4 separate regions of the Mus musculus genome follow, and regions 1, 2 and 4 are each linked to region 3. A link is a contact called in public Hi-C data. All regions are on one chromosome and are shown on one strand. The core of a region is the stretch at or near the end of the contact, and the rest is flanking DNA. Distances in the headings are between cores, read along the strand shown. Region 1 overlaps Gm30863 (a long non-coding RNA gene). Region 2 has its middle 23 kb from the start of Gm47754. Region 3 overlaps Rreb1 (ras responsive element binding protein 1). Region 4 overlaps Gm40915 (a long non-coding RNA gene).

The links. Hi-C and Micro-C count contacts between places; a contact is called where the count stands out from the background.
Region 1: a Hi-C map of muscle stem cells shows a contact between it and region 3, with 2.3 times the contacts expected there. The contact joins two enhancer-like sites. A contact is called at or near these places in 4 of 15 datasets of contacts at CTCF or cohesin (the G1E-ER4 cell line, embryonic stem cells, large pre-B cells and 1 more), 61 of 484 Hi-C or Micro-C datasets (B cells, the BV-2 cell line, the C2C12 cell line and 25 more), 11 of 115 datasets of contacts at active chromatin or transcription factors (cardiomyocytes, double positive thymocytes, embryonic basal ganglia and 7 more) and 2 of 9 other capture datasets (embryonic stem cells and liver).
Region 2: a contact with region 3 is called in a Hi-C map of liver, with 4 times the contacts expected there. The contact joins two enhancer-like sites. A contact is called at or near these places in 2 of 15 datasets of contacts at CTCF or cohesin (large pre-B cells and pro-B cells), 14 of 484 Hi-C or Micro-C datasets (the G1E-ER4 cell line, the HPC-7 cell line, beige adipocytes and 10 more), 4 of 115 datasets of contacts at active chromatin or transcription factors (acute myeloid leukemia, double positive thymocytes and embryonic stem cells) and 1 of 9 other capture datasets (embryonic stem cells).
Region 4: a Hi-C map of liver shows a contact between it and region 3, with 5 times the contacts expected there. The contact joins two enhancer-like sites. A contact is called at or near these places in 2 of 15 datasets of contacts at CTCF or cohesin (large pre-B cells and pro-B cells), 16 of 484 Hi-C or Micro-C datasets (B cells, the C2C12 cell line, the G1E-ER4 cell line and 10 more) and 3 of 115 datasets of contacts at active chromatin or transcription factors (double positive thymocytes, large pre-B cells and liver).

Annotation. Positions count from the first base shown.
Region 1 is chr13:37,512,597-37,515,296 of GRCm38.p6, forward strand. All of the region lies in intron 2 of Gm30863 (a long non-coding RNA gene), which reads right to left. Among named protein-coding and RNA genes, the nearest start is that of Gm29590, 5.3 kb to the left of the region's middle. Within about 2 kb of position 1,430, at least 100 of the 459 cell types and tissues checked have an H3K27ac peak or open chromatin away from gene starts, as enhancers often do. A contact at or near this core is called in liver and muscle stem cells, where this site is marked.
Region 2 is chr13:37,602,377-37,605,076 of GRCm38.p6, forward strand. No RefSeq gene overlaps it. Among named protein-coding and RNA genes, the nearest start is that of Gm47754, 23 kb to the left of the region's middle. Within about 2 kb of position 1,420, at least 25 of the 459 cell types and tissues checked have an H3K27ac peak or open chromatin away from gene starts, as enhancers often do. A contact at or near this core is called in brown adipocytes and liver, where this site is marked.
Region 3 is chr13:37,940,684-37,943,383 of GRCm38.p6, forward strand. It overlaps Rreb1 (ras responsive element binding protein 1), which reads left to right. Exons shown (of 12, transcript NM_001177869.1): 10 at 860-1,021. Among named protein-coding and RNA genes, the nearest start is that of Gm52041, 24 kb to the right of the region's middle. Within about 2 kb of position 1,433, at least 34 of the 459 cell types and tissues checked have an H3K27ac peak or open chromatin away from gene starts, as enhancers often do. A contact at or near this core is called in brown adipocytes, liver and muscle stem cells, where this site is marked.
Region 4 is chr13:37,619,001-37,621,700 of GRCm38.p6, forward strand. All of the region lies in intron 3 of Gm40915 (a long non-coding RNA gene), which reads right to left. Among named protein-coding and RNA genes, the nearest start is that of Gm40915, 7.2 kb to the right of the region's middle. Within about 2 kb of position 1,376, at least 179 of the 459 cell types and tissues checked have an H3K27ac peak or open chromatin away from gene starts, as enhancers often do. A contact at or near this core is called in liver, where this site is marked.

The sequences.
Region 1 (2,700 bases), core at 180-2,679, 430 kb before region 3:
TCCCGGCTCCTCTACACCAAACACACTAGAACGCACCATTCACACGGTACTGGGGATTGAATCCACGGCCTCATTCATACTAAGTGAGCATCTACCAACTGAGCTCTATACCTCCAGCCCAACCTTTCACCCTCCCTTCTTACCCTTGCCAACTGCCTTTCGGCTGTCTGTCTCTGAATCTGAGTACTCTAATATCTAACACAAATGGAATAATAAAATATTTGCCCTCTCCCCTCCCCCTCTGCACCCTGCTTCCCTTCTTGATGATAAACCTTCTTTATATTAGGTCGGTCTCATGACTTGATTTCTCAGAGGGAACGCTTTGGTGTGGGCCTGCCCTGGCACTTCCTTCAGCCACAAAACAAACAGTTGTTACACTGTTAATCATTATTTTGGAATAATGACCCTCAGAGTGTCTTCATATGTTTTTTGTTGTTGTTTAATAGCTAAGTAAATTTAAAAATGAGTGCCCTGACTGTAAATGCAGTTCATTAGGCTAGATTCCCTATCAGAGTGAATGAGGCAACCTTGGCTTTCTGAAATGATCCGAGAATCTGTCTTGGCCAGTCAAGGACAAAAGAAACACAAGGTTTCTGCAGAATCTCTAGCTGACTTTCACTTTTAGGAGCCTCACAAACACTTAAAGAAAAAAAAGCTAAATGAGGGTGGAATGAGTTAACTAGGGAAGGAGGGGAGGGGAGGGGAGGGGAGGGGAGGGAAGAGGGAGAGGAGAGGAAGAGGAGAGGGACAGGAGAGGGAGGGGAGGGAGAGGGAGGAAGAGGAAGGGAGAGGGAGGGGAGGGGGAGGGGAGAGGGAGAGGGAGAGAGGGAGGGGAAAGGGGAGAGGAGGGAGGAGAGGGAGGAGAGGGTGAGAGGAGAGGGAGAGGGGAGGGAGAAAGGAGAGGAGAGGGAGAGAGGAGAGGGGAGGGAAGAGGGGAGGGGAGGGGAGAGGGGAGGGGAGGGGAGAGGGGAGGGGAGGGGAGAGGGGAAAGAGGAGAGGGGAGGAAGGGAGGGGAGGAGAGGAGAGGGGAGGGGAGGGGAGGGGAAGGGAGGGGAGGGGGAGGGGAGAGGGGAGAGGAAGGGAGGGGAGGAGAGGGGAGAGACAATGTATCACTGATCTTTGGGTCTCTGTGATTGTATTCAGAAAGTTTCCTGCAACCAGGAGCCAAGTTCCTGGAGATAACTCTGTGTGTGTGTGTGTGTGTGTGTGTGTGTGTGTGTGTTACAAATTCCCGGGACCTCATATCTTAGGGTGGGCTTTTTCTACCCATTCTTCCTTCCAAAAAACGCAGCAGTCATATTTCAAGTAGCACGGATCTCAGAAATCTCCAGCCTTTGTCTCAGTTTAGCATAATTTATGAAATCAAGCATAGCTGAGGGCTGAGCAGAGCGGCCTAGCTTTCCGACATCAGGCAGGGTGTCTCGGCCTGCAGCAGGTGTGGCAGCCGCTCGGATTATTTGTTTTTCCAGGTCAGGTTGGCATATTTCTAGCCTTGAGCTCCGAGCAAATGTTTAAATTTCATTTTCAGTCATCTGGCGTTCCTTTCCCCAGCATCAAAGGCAGGCCCCTGCATGCTACCCTCCTAGATCCTCTGTCTTCGCCCGGGGCTGATGGGATACAAGAGATGGGAGGAGAAGAGAAAGTAAGGGCTGGGCGGGTGCTTTACAGATCTTCCTAGGAGCCGCTTCTCCGCCACATCATATTCATCCTCCGCACTCACTCTTCTCTGAGGGCTTGCTTTGCCCCAGCACTGAGTATTGGACTTGTTTATGCAGCTCAGCAGTCGCTCTTTGTGGTTGCTATAGCAACCACCAGGGGTCAGTTTATAAAGGGGGAGGAAGTCCGCTTTGGGGGAGGCAGATTTCCAGCTTCTGTGCAAAGCACAGCAGAAAACAAAAGCCCAAATACCCCGGAGGAAACACGCGGGAAAAGCGTTCTACCAGTCCAAGCATCGTGCTGGGCCTGAAGAGTCACGATCCACTGCCGCATTTCTTCCCTGCAGAAAGACCATTCCAGCTAGTGGGAGCAAGAAAGCCTCACCCTTGCATTCCCCAGATTACTCTCTCTTTCCTTCTCCTTCTGCCCTTTGGCTTAATGGCCTAAAAGCATCTGTGAGTGAACTCTCTGGCAACTACGCGTTAACTGAAAACCAGAGGCTACAAATGCTGTTCCGTTCATCTTTTTCGTAGAGACAGAGGCACCAAGTCACTGGAACCACAAATGGTGTCAAGGTCCAACCTTGACCTTAACCAAGTCTCTGTTTAGAACACCCTGGGGAGAAGGTCTCAGGATGCCCACACAGCGGAGAAGTTTTAGCACTAACTTGCTTAGCTGACCAGACTTAGCAGATTAAGAGGACCAACTAAATATGATTTTCAGAGACAAGTGATAAGAGAAAATCTGAGTTGAGTTCATTTCAACAGTTAATTTGGCCAGAAAGAAGGTTCTAGATCCAGGCAGCTCTCTAGTGGGAAGCCAATTCAGAATGTCTTCAACAGTTTGCACAGACTGCGTTCATAGCCAGAGAAAAGGAAGTGACCTACAGAAACAGCTTGCTTAGTTAGAGTCAGCATGGACCCACGCGGTTGAGTTTGGCAGTGCGTAGCCTCTGATTGGCTCCACTGCATTACTTGGTTATCAGAAAACGCTCTTAGGTTACGGCTTGCTTTCATATCAACCTAGATTTCAGTTCACCATATA
Region 2 (2,700 bases), core at 170-2,669, 340 kb before region 3:
TGGCTCTGAAGTGGCAGTAGACAGACTGGGTAATTTATAAAGTACAGAGATTTCTTTGGCTTCTTTCCCTGGCGTCTGGGCAGTGCAAGAGCGTGGTGCTGACATATGACAAAGACCTCGTGCAGCCTTTCCCAAGTCTGAAGGACAGGCAAGCACATTCAGGACAGAAGAAAATCTTGTTATCAGGAGTCCACTCCTGTGACAATGGAAAGAGCCCTCTTGACACTGTCAGAATGGCATAAAAAACAAATGTCAAATGAGTGTTAGGAAACAGAGTCAAACCAAAGCTGAGCATTTGTCCTATAACAAATATAGGTCAAAAAACAATTATCAGACTGGAAAGATGGCTCAGTGGTTAAGAGCACTGACTGATCTTCCAAAGGACTCAAGTTCCATTCCTTGCACCTACTGTGACTAGCAACTGTTTCTAACCCCAGTTCCGGGAGGTCAGTGTTCTTTTCTGGCCTTCATGATCACCGCACAAACATAGTTGCATAGATATACATGCAGGTGAAACACCAATACACATAAAAATTAAAAATAAACATAATTATCTGGTTCTCCCCAGTTTCAAGGCATGCTGGGAGATCCCTTTGTTGTTGTTCAGGAAGCTCACAGCTGCTGGCTACTCCAGATCCAAGCAATCTAACCCCTCCCCCCTTTTTGTCGTCACGCGCACACAAACACGCATGCGGGCACACTCTCATGCACCACATGCGCACACACAAACATAATAAAAATAAAAGATTTCTAAGATATTTAAGACGACTATGGCAATTCGTGATGTGTAAGCAAAAATCACATCAAACATGTGCTTTATAAGAGAGTTTGCTCAGGATTACAAGAAGGCAGAAAACACTACTTCTGTTGGAAAGTAAGGAAAATAATATAGAGGAGAAAAGGATGTGGCAAATATTAAAATGGTAATTCCAGATGCCTGAGGTGAGGAGCGCTGCCATTTGGCTTAATGACCCTCTTCCTAGAGAAAATCCAGGCTCGTGGAGGAGACCCAACTTGTCCACATCCCCATATAATTGCATCATTAGCTTGATAACATCATTTTTAAACCCCAGTGAATCACCCTAACACCACACTGGAGAGTAACTGCTTTGTACATTCCCATACCTTAGATGAAAACCCTTTCTATAAAAAATACGACTTTTTGATACGATCTTTTTCTGTAAATATAAGCATAGTCTTTGACATAAATACAATTCAAGGCATAATGTAGTAACTAGTGGTGTCTCAGAGGGCTCTGTGATAGGTCCACAGGGATCCTGATGTCGACAGACAACACCTAACACACTAGCTGCCAGTTCACAAGAAGCCTTTTTTCTTTTTGATGTCCTTCAGGGCTGAGTTTCACAACCGTGGTGACTTTTGTCAGCATTTCTGGGAAACGGAGGACAAGCTTATGAAACAGTACAGCAGTAACAGAAGCCAATGACATGCATCCAAGAGGAGCAGTACAAATGGCAGTACATATGAGGGGTCTCATACTGCCTCATTTGGAAGTAGAATCTTCCGAGCATAAATGCAAATATGTGTCAGGTAGATGCAAATTTATGGGGGAGATATGCAAATTTGCCTCATAAGCCTCAAAGGAGGAAAATACACCCATATGTTTTTTTTTTTCTTGTTTGGGTGGGGCTTCGTGCCAGGGATCAAATTCAAGGTTTCTTAGGCAAGTACTCCACCACTAAACTATAGCCTTGCCCTGGAGTTTTTCTCTTAGAACCAGACTGCAACATCCTTTTAGGACCTTTTGTTGCAGTATGCAACCTCACCAACATGCTCTCCAGAGAGATACAACGTAATTCAGACTTCAGAAGGTCTCAGCATTCAGTCAGCTACATATTTAAGTGACCCGGAAGAGGCATGGGCTGTTGAAGACCTCTGACACACTGGATAAGTTTCTAGCCAGTGAAGCCTCTGAACTCAGAACTGAGTGGCGACATGATGCAGACTCTGCGGCTGTGCTACCTCTGTCTGTCCAGGGTTGGCTTTGGAGGAGGCAGGAGTGATAAGTGCTCAAGGTCTCTTGGCCTCCAGAGTGGCTGAAACTTTGAAATAACGATGTTTTTATCCACACAGATTTGTGGATGAGCCGTTTGTGGTGATTCGCCACCAGCGCATCCTCCCTCCACGGGAGCAGGACGGGGAGTGTTGGTGGGTGAGGGTAAGAAAAGACTAGGTCAGAGACAGGGTCCTGCCTTGTGTCTAGCAGTATATCATGATAGAAAGGAAAAACAGCTACAAACTTAAAACAGCCTAGACTAATAATACACAAGGACTAGGAACGCTGATCTGATGTCACTTGGCCTCTGCACACTGCCCTGCTGTACTTTCTGCAAGTGACTTGTTGTAAATAACACCCAGATACAGAACTGGAGGGGTGGGAGAAGGGAGAAGTCATTGCCATCTCTCCAGCCCACCACGCATGCGAGCAAACAGATGAGCAAAGGCAGGTATGGCCTTAGACTCACCCCTGACAGCTATTCTTGGCTGTCAACTTGAATGCAACCAGAATTAGCCCAAACCAAAGCAGCTGAGTTCACCTGTAAGGTTTTTTTTTCCCCTGAAATCATTTGAAGTGGGAAAGACCCACTTTTAATTCAAATCTTGTGACGTTGGATGATACACCTTTAACCCAGATCTTTTGACGTAGGAAGAGCCACCTTCAATCTGGGCCACACCTTC
Region 3 (2,700 bases), core at 183-2,682:
TTTGCCCTTTCCCCTCCACCGTTAATCCACACAAACCCAGGACTAGCCACAGGGGAGCTTCCAATGCATTTTGAAACACAATGTTTACAATGCAAATAAATGAAGGATATAAGCAGGCCAAAGCAGAAACCTCCCCTGGGACAGAAAGAGGGCTTCTCCTGCCAACGCATCATCACCGTGTTTGTAGTGCTGGCCTAGGGTTTGGGCTGGCCTTGCTCGTGCCTCTGTGGAGCAGAGTACATAGCCTGATGCACACTTGCCTGTGTTGGTCACTCCCTTAGCCCATACAAAGGAAGAATGAAAACCTGGGAACCATGAATCTTGTTGCTTGCCACACTAGAGGGAGGCTCACTCTGACTTCTCAATATGGGCCTTGAAGGTTGCCTCCCATTGGGAGACTTGAGCCTGCTCCCCCCCTCCCCCGCCCTCCCCCCTCCCCCCTACACACACGCCCAGGTCCATCTCCTCACCCTCTCAGTTCTACCTGCCAGGCTATCCAGTAGTGCTTTTTCTCTGGTTCATTTAGGTATTGCTTGCTGTGCCTTAGAAATGTTGTGGTGTTAACAGTTTTTATTGTCTTGCTTCAAACACATGTATCTTGGTTTCATTGTTAACTTATTTTTAGTCTCTTGATGACAACTCCTTCCATTACATGAAGGCTAAGGGAAAATGATTATTTTAGTCATTGTCTCTCAGTTTCTGTTTCTTTTTGTTAAGTATGTTTCTCTTATTTTCTTAAAAGGAAAGGGTGGAGGGTTGAACAAATGCCAGCAATCCCAGAAGAGTAAATCAAAAGCAACTTTTCTTTTTCATTGCAGTAGAAAGCCAGATAAATGCGTATTTTTTTTTCCTGCTTCAGGTCAGAAACCCTTCCCTTGTCAAAAATGCGATGCCTTCTTTTCTACCAAATCTAACTGTGAGCGGCACCAGTTGCGCAAACACGGAGTTACCACCTGCTCCCTGAGAAGAAACGGGCTTATTCCCCCAAAAGAGAGTGATGTTGGATCCCATGATAGCACAGGTAGAAACTCTAGGTGATGGAGAACCAGAGAGAGGAGGGTGCTCCCCAGAACTCGGTTAAGGCTGTGTAAGCTGGGGCGGAGCACTGAGCAGCTACAGCTCAGGGGGCCTAGCCCCTGCCGAGACTGTGTGAGCTGGGGAAACAGTGTCAGTGCCCCAGGGGACTTTGCAGCTGCCAGGGGGGGATCCAGCACCTTCCTTCCTAAAATTGCCATTGCTCTGATCCTGGAAGATAGGATGAGCCGGATATTGTGCGCTTTCGGCTCCTGACTTAAACCCCTGAAGGAAACACGAAGCTCTGAAGTCTGGGGGACCCAGATCCTGCAGCTTTCGTGAGCAGCCCTTGCCCAGTGGACTCAGTACTGCAAGAACTGTGGCCCTCCAAGCTTTTAGTTGGGAGGCGGGTTGAGGCGGGGCAAGGCGGGGCTTTTCTTCTCAATAACTCCTCCCTGTATAAATCTGTCCTTGTTTGAGACAGCACTGTGCATGTCCTTCTTAATCACAACTCTGCTTGACCTGTCCGGGTATTATGCTCCTGTGCTGATGTGTGCCTCCTCCCTCGGCCCTTACAGAGTAATTAACGCTGCTCCGTTCCTTTTCTGCCCGCTGCCCCCATCACCTTCTGTATTTACTCAAGTCCTCTATTTAATACACTTCCATGGTCTAACTGCTAGAGTTTGCTAGCCCTACCAAAACACACCGTACAAAAAAGTAAGCTGCCTCAGGCCACTTGGTAGCAGTAGCAGGGAGGGCATTGCACACACAGGCTTCAGGCTCCGTGGGTGTTGAAAGTTAGCGTTTGCCCATTTCTGGGATCCAAGCCAGCCTCTAATGTGTTCATCTAGGGTTGCAGTTGTCTCTCGTGACTTCTCAAACTTTGGTGGGATGGAGTGCTGTGTAGTTTGGAGAGTGGCACCCTGAACCTAGGAGTCAGTGTGGATAGAGTGACAGTCATTGATTCCAACCCCTGACCCCCTTGTCCTGACCTCAGTGTTGACACATCACAGTGGACTGGCTATCTGGGAGAGCTGACCCCAGTGGGTAAGACACCTTTACCCTTCCCACCACACTGCTTATTCAGACCAGTGAGAGCAATGGAATGCCTTGGGCTTGCTGGGTCCTTCTGCCCAGGTTAGACCCTCTTGTTCGGGCAAGAATGCCACAGCTGGTTTGCTAACCACACTGCACCCCCAACCCCCAACTTCTATTTCCACACAATTCCCTAGGATCTGGGAGTGAGGACAGGTAGCCTGCAATGGTTGAGTCCCTGTGAGCTAAGCCTGATCCGCTTCCCAAGCGGCTGGAAGCCCAAGGCACTGCAGCAGCTGTCTTTGCCACAGACCATCCTGATAATGTTTAACCATCATTGCCACAGTACCCATTAGACTGGAACATTTTCTTACAGCCTGCTTTACAGAAAGGTCCTGTGATTCTCCCCAAACCAGTTCAAAAGGGAAGGCAGCTGACAGGGGGGGGGGTGCTTTGGGGTGGGAACCCATGTCCTCAGAAGAGTCTCAGGCACTGTACCCTGCTCATCCAGGAGGCTGTTCACAGGAACTCTGCTGACGCCAGAGCTCGGTCAGAATTTATGGTTTGAGCTTAGCTTTGGCACAAGTGTTAGCCTGTGGGCGTATTTATTTTTTAAGTTTACAATTACAGGTTTTCTTTTTCCAAGGCCCT
Region 4 (2,700 bases), core at 126-2,625, 320 kb before region 3:
AGCAGCCAGGCATACTGGTTTACGCCTGTAACCCCAGCACTTGGGAAGCACCTGCAGGCAGATCTCTGAATTCTAGACCAGCCTGCTTCATACAGCAAGTTCCAAGCCAGCCAAAGCTCCATAGCAAGACCCCGTGTTAAAACACAAAAACAAATAAACACAACAACAACAAAACCTAAAACAAAAACAAAAAAATCAAGGTAAGCAACTCTTGAGGTGTAGGTGTGACAGGACACCTGGGGTTGTCCTCTGACTTTCACGTGTGCAATCACACAAATGCACAATTCAAGGGAGCTGAACTATAGATGCAGTCAGCCTAGGTACCTGCTGATGGATGAATGGATAGAGAGTGTCACACACACACAACATACACTCACTCATGCACACTCACATATACATACAACATACATTCGCTCATTCACATACTCACACAACACATACACACACAACACACACACACACGCACGTGCACACACACACACACACATACACACACACACAAATACTGCTTTTTTTAAAGACAGCTTCCTCTGTGGCCTAGGCTGGCTTCAAATGCCTCCTCCTCTTCCTCCTCCTCCTCTTCCTCCTCCTCTTCTTCCCCCTCTTCCTCTTCCTCTTCCTCCTCTTCCTCTTCCTCCTCCTCCTCTTCCTCCTCCTCCTCCTTCTTCTCCTCCTCCTCCTTCTCTTCCTCCCTGTCCCCTGATGCCAGGATTTCAGGTTAGGATCACCATGTTTGGCCTAAAACTTTAAGTTTTGTTTTGTTTTGTTTTGTTTTGTTTTGTTTTGTTTTGTTTTGTTTTGTTTTTTTCTTTCATCGGCCCTCTAGTGTGCAGCTGCCCTAGCAGGAAGAAGGGTGGCAGGAAGGGGTGGCTCTGTGACAGCCTGGCCTCCGAAAGTGGCGGCTTCTCAGTGGTTTTAAAGGTCACTTGCTGACCTGACCGTTGCTGAGACTGAGGAAACACACACAGGAAGTGTTATGCAAGTGAGCAGAGAGACTCACAGGCTCCTGCCAGGAGGTCTGAGCCGATGCTTCGTGCTTTGTGCCACCCTGTACAGGTTCCCACCTCAGGAGCCCTCCAGTACCACAGCTGTGGCCACAGCCTGGCCGGATGACAGACAGTCCTGTGTGTGTCCCCCCCCACACTGAGCTGACAGCTGAGGACTGGACAGGATGGCACCAGTCTCCACCAGCTAGGGACTTTTCAGAGCAGGTATCATGAGAGCTACTAGAGGACTTGTGACTTTTGTCCCACAGTCAAACTTCAGGATTGCACAAACCACCAGCCTGGAGTGACCTTGCCTTGTGGGGAAGCAAGAGGAGCCCAGGCTCCCACGCAGACAGTAAGTCCACAAGGGTACAGAGTACCAGCGCTCTGAGAGCTTAAAATACACCCACAGGAGGAGTGAGGCCGGCTGGCTGCTCACCTTGGATCTGCACAGCACAGAACAAAGGGAGCCCTGCCTTCGTGACAGACAAATCCAACCCCAAAGTCCCTTTTCACACACATAGCCCTCATTGGCCAATGGCTCTTTGGCCTTCCCCTCTTCTTCCTCTTCCTCCTCCTCTTCCCCCTCCTTTTCCTCCAGGCTGACAAGCAGACAGACCCAAGGTCACCCCATGTCTATACTAGCCTGACAGCCAGATGGCCTCCTTCATCACCCAGCCTTCTCTGCAGGCTACATCCCAGATAGGCTGGGAGCTGACCCAGCATCTTAGAAAATTCGAAAATTTACCCTTTCCTCTCCCTACCCCCACCCCGCCGCCAGCAAACCCAGGTCACTCCAGTTCTAATCTCCTACTCGCTTCTGCTGAGTCTGCACTGGTTTGGGACTAGATGGACCAAGCCCTGAGCTCTTTCTGCAATATTCCACATTTGACCACAGTAGGTCACCATGTGCTATAGAGGTGGCAGGGCCTAGCCTGGTTTCTATATCATTAAAAAGAGTTGCAGATGCCTTCCACTGGCTTTTGGTAACTCATCCAAAATCAGGAAACAGGAAGAAAACTGAGCTCCTGGAACTGTGGCCCCTCCCTCTCTTCCACCTGGATTATATGTTTCCTGTTCGTACATAGAAACTTCCAGAATGGTCAACATGGTGATGGGTGAGCCGGGCGTGGTGGCGCACGCCTTTAATCCCAGCACTTGGGAGGCAGAGGCAGGCGGATTTCTGAGTTCCAGGCCAGCCTGGTCTACAAAGTTAGTTCCAGGACAGCCAGGGCTATACAGAGAAACCCTGTCTCGAAAAACCAAAAAAAAACCAAAAAACAAAAAAAGATGGTGATGGGTGATGGGAACCGGTTTGACCATCAGCAAAGCTGGAGTGGTATTGGATGGGACGGTTTCAAAGTCACCAGGCTGACCTCAGAGCATCAAAGTGTGATCTTTTGACAGTGCAGGCTGATACTTTGCAGATAGTGCACGGTGGGCACGCTTTGTGAAAGTACTCTAGCCAGCATACTCCTGCTAAGTCAGCCAGGACACTACATGAGAAAGACGTAGCCCAAGGCCAGCACGCAGCTGCTGTGTGAGGACAGGAGTGACAGGGTACCATTCTGGGCATCTAAATATAATAGGCAATAAGCTTGAGTCACTCAGACTTAGACTTTATGAGCCAGCCATGCTTTGATGGCATACCAGGTCACAAACAGTTCTCTTCCTTGGGCTACACAGGCCCATCCTCTTGTTAGGTCCTCTCACA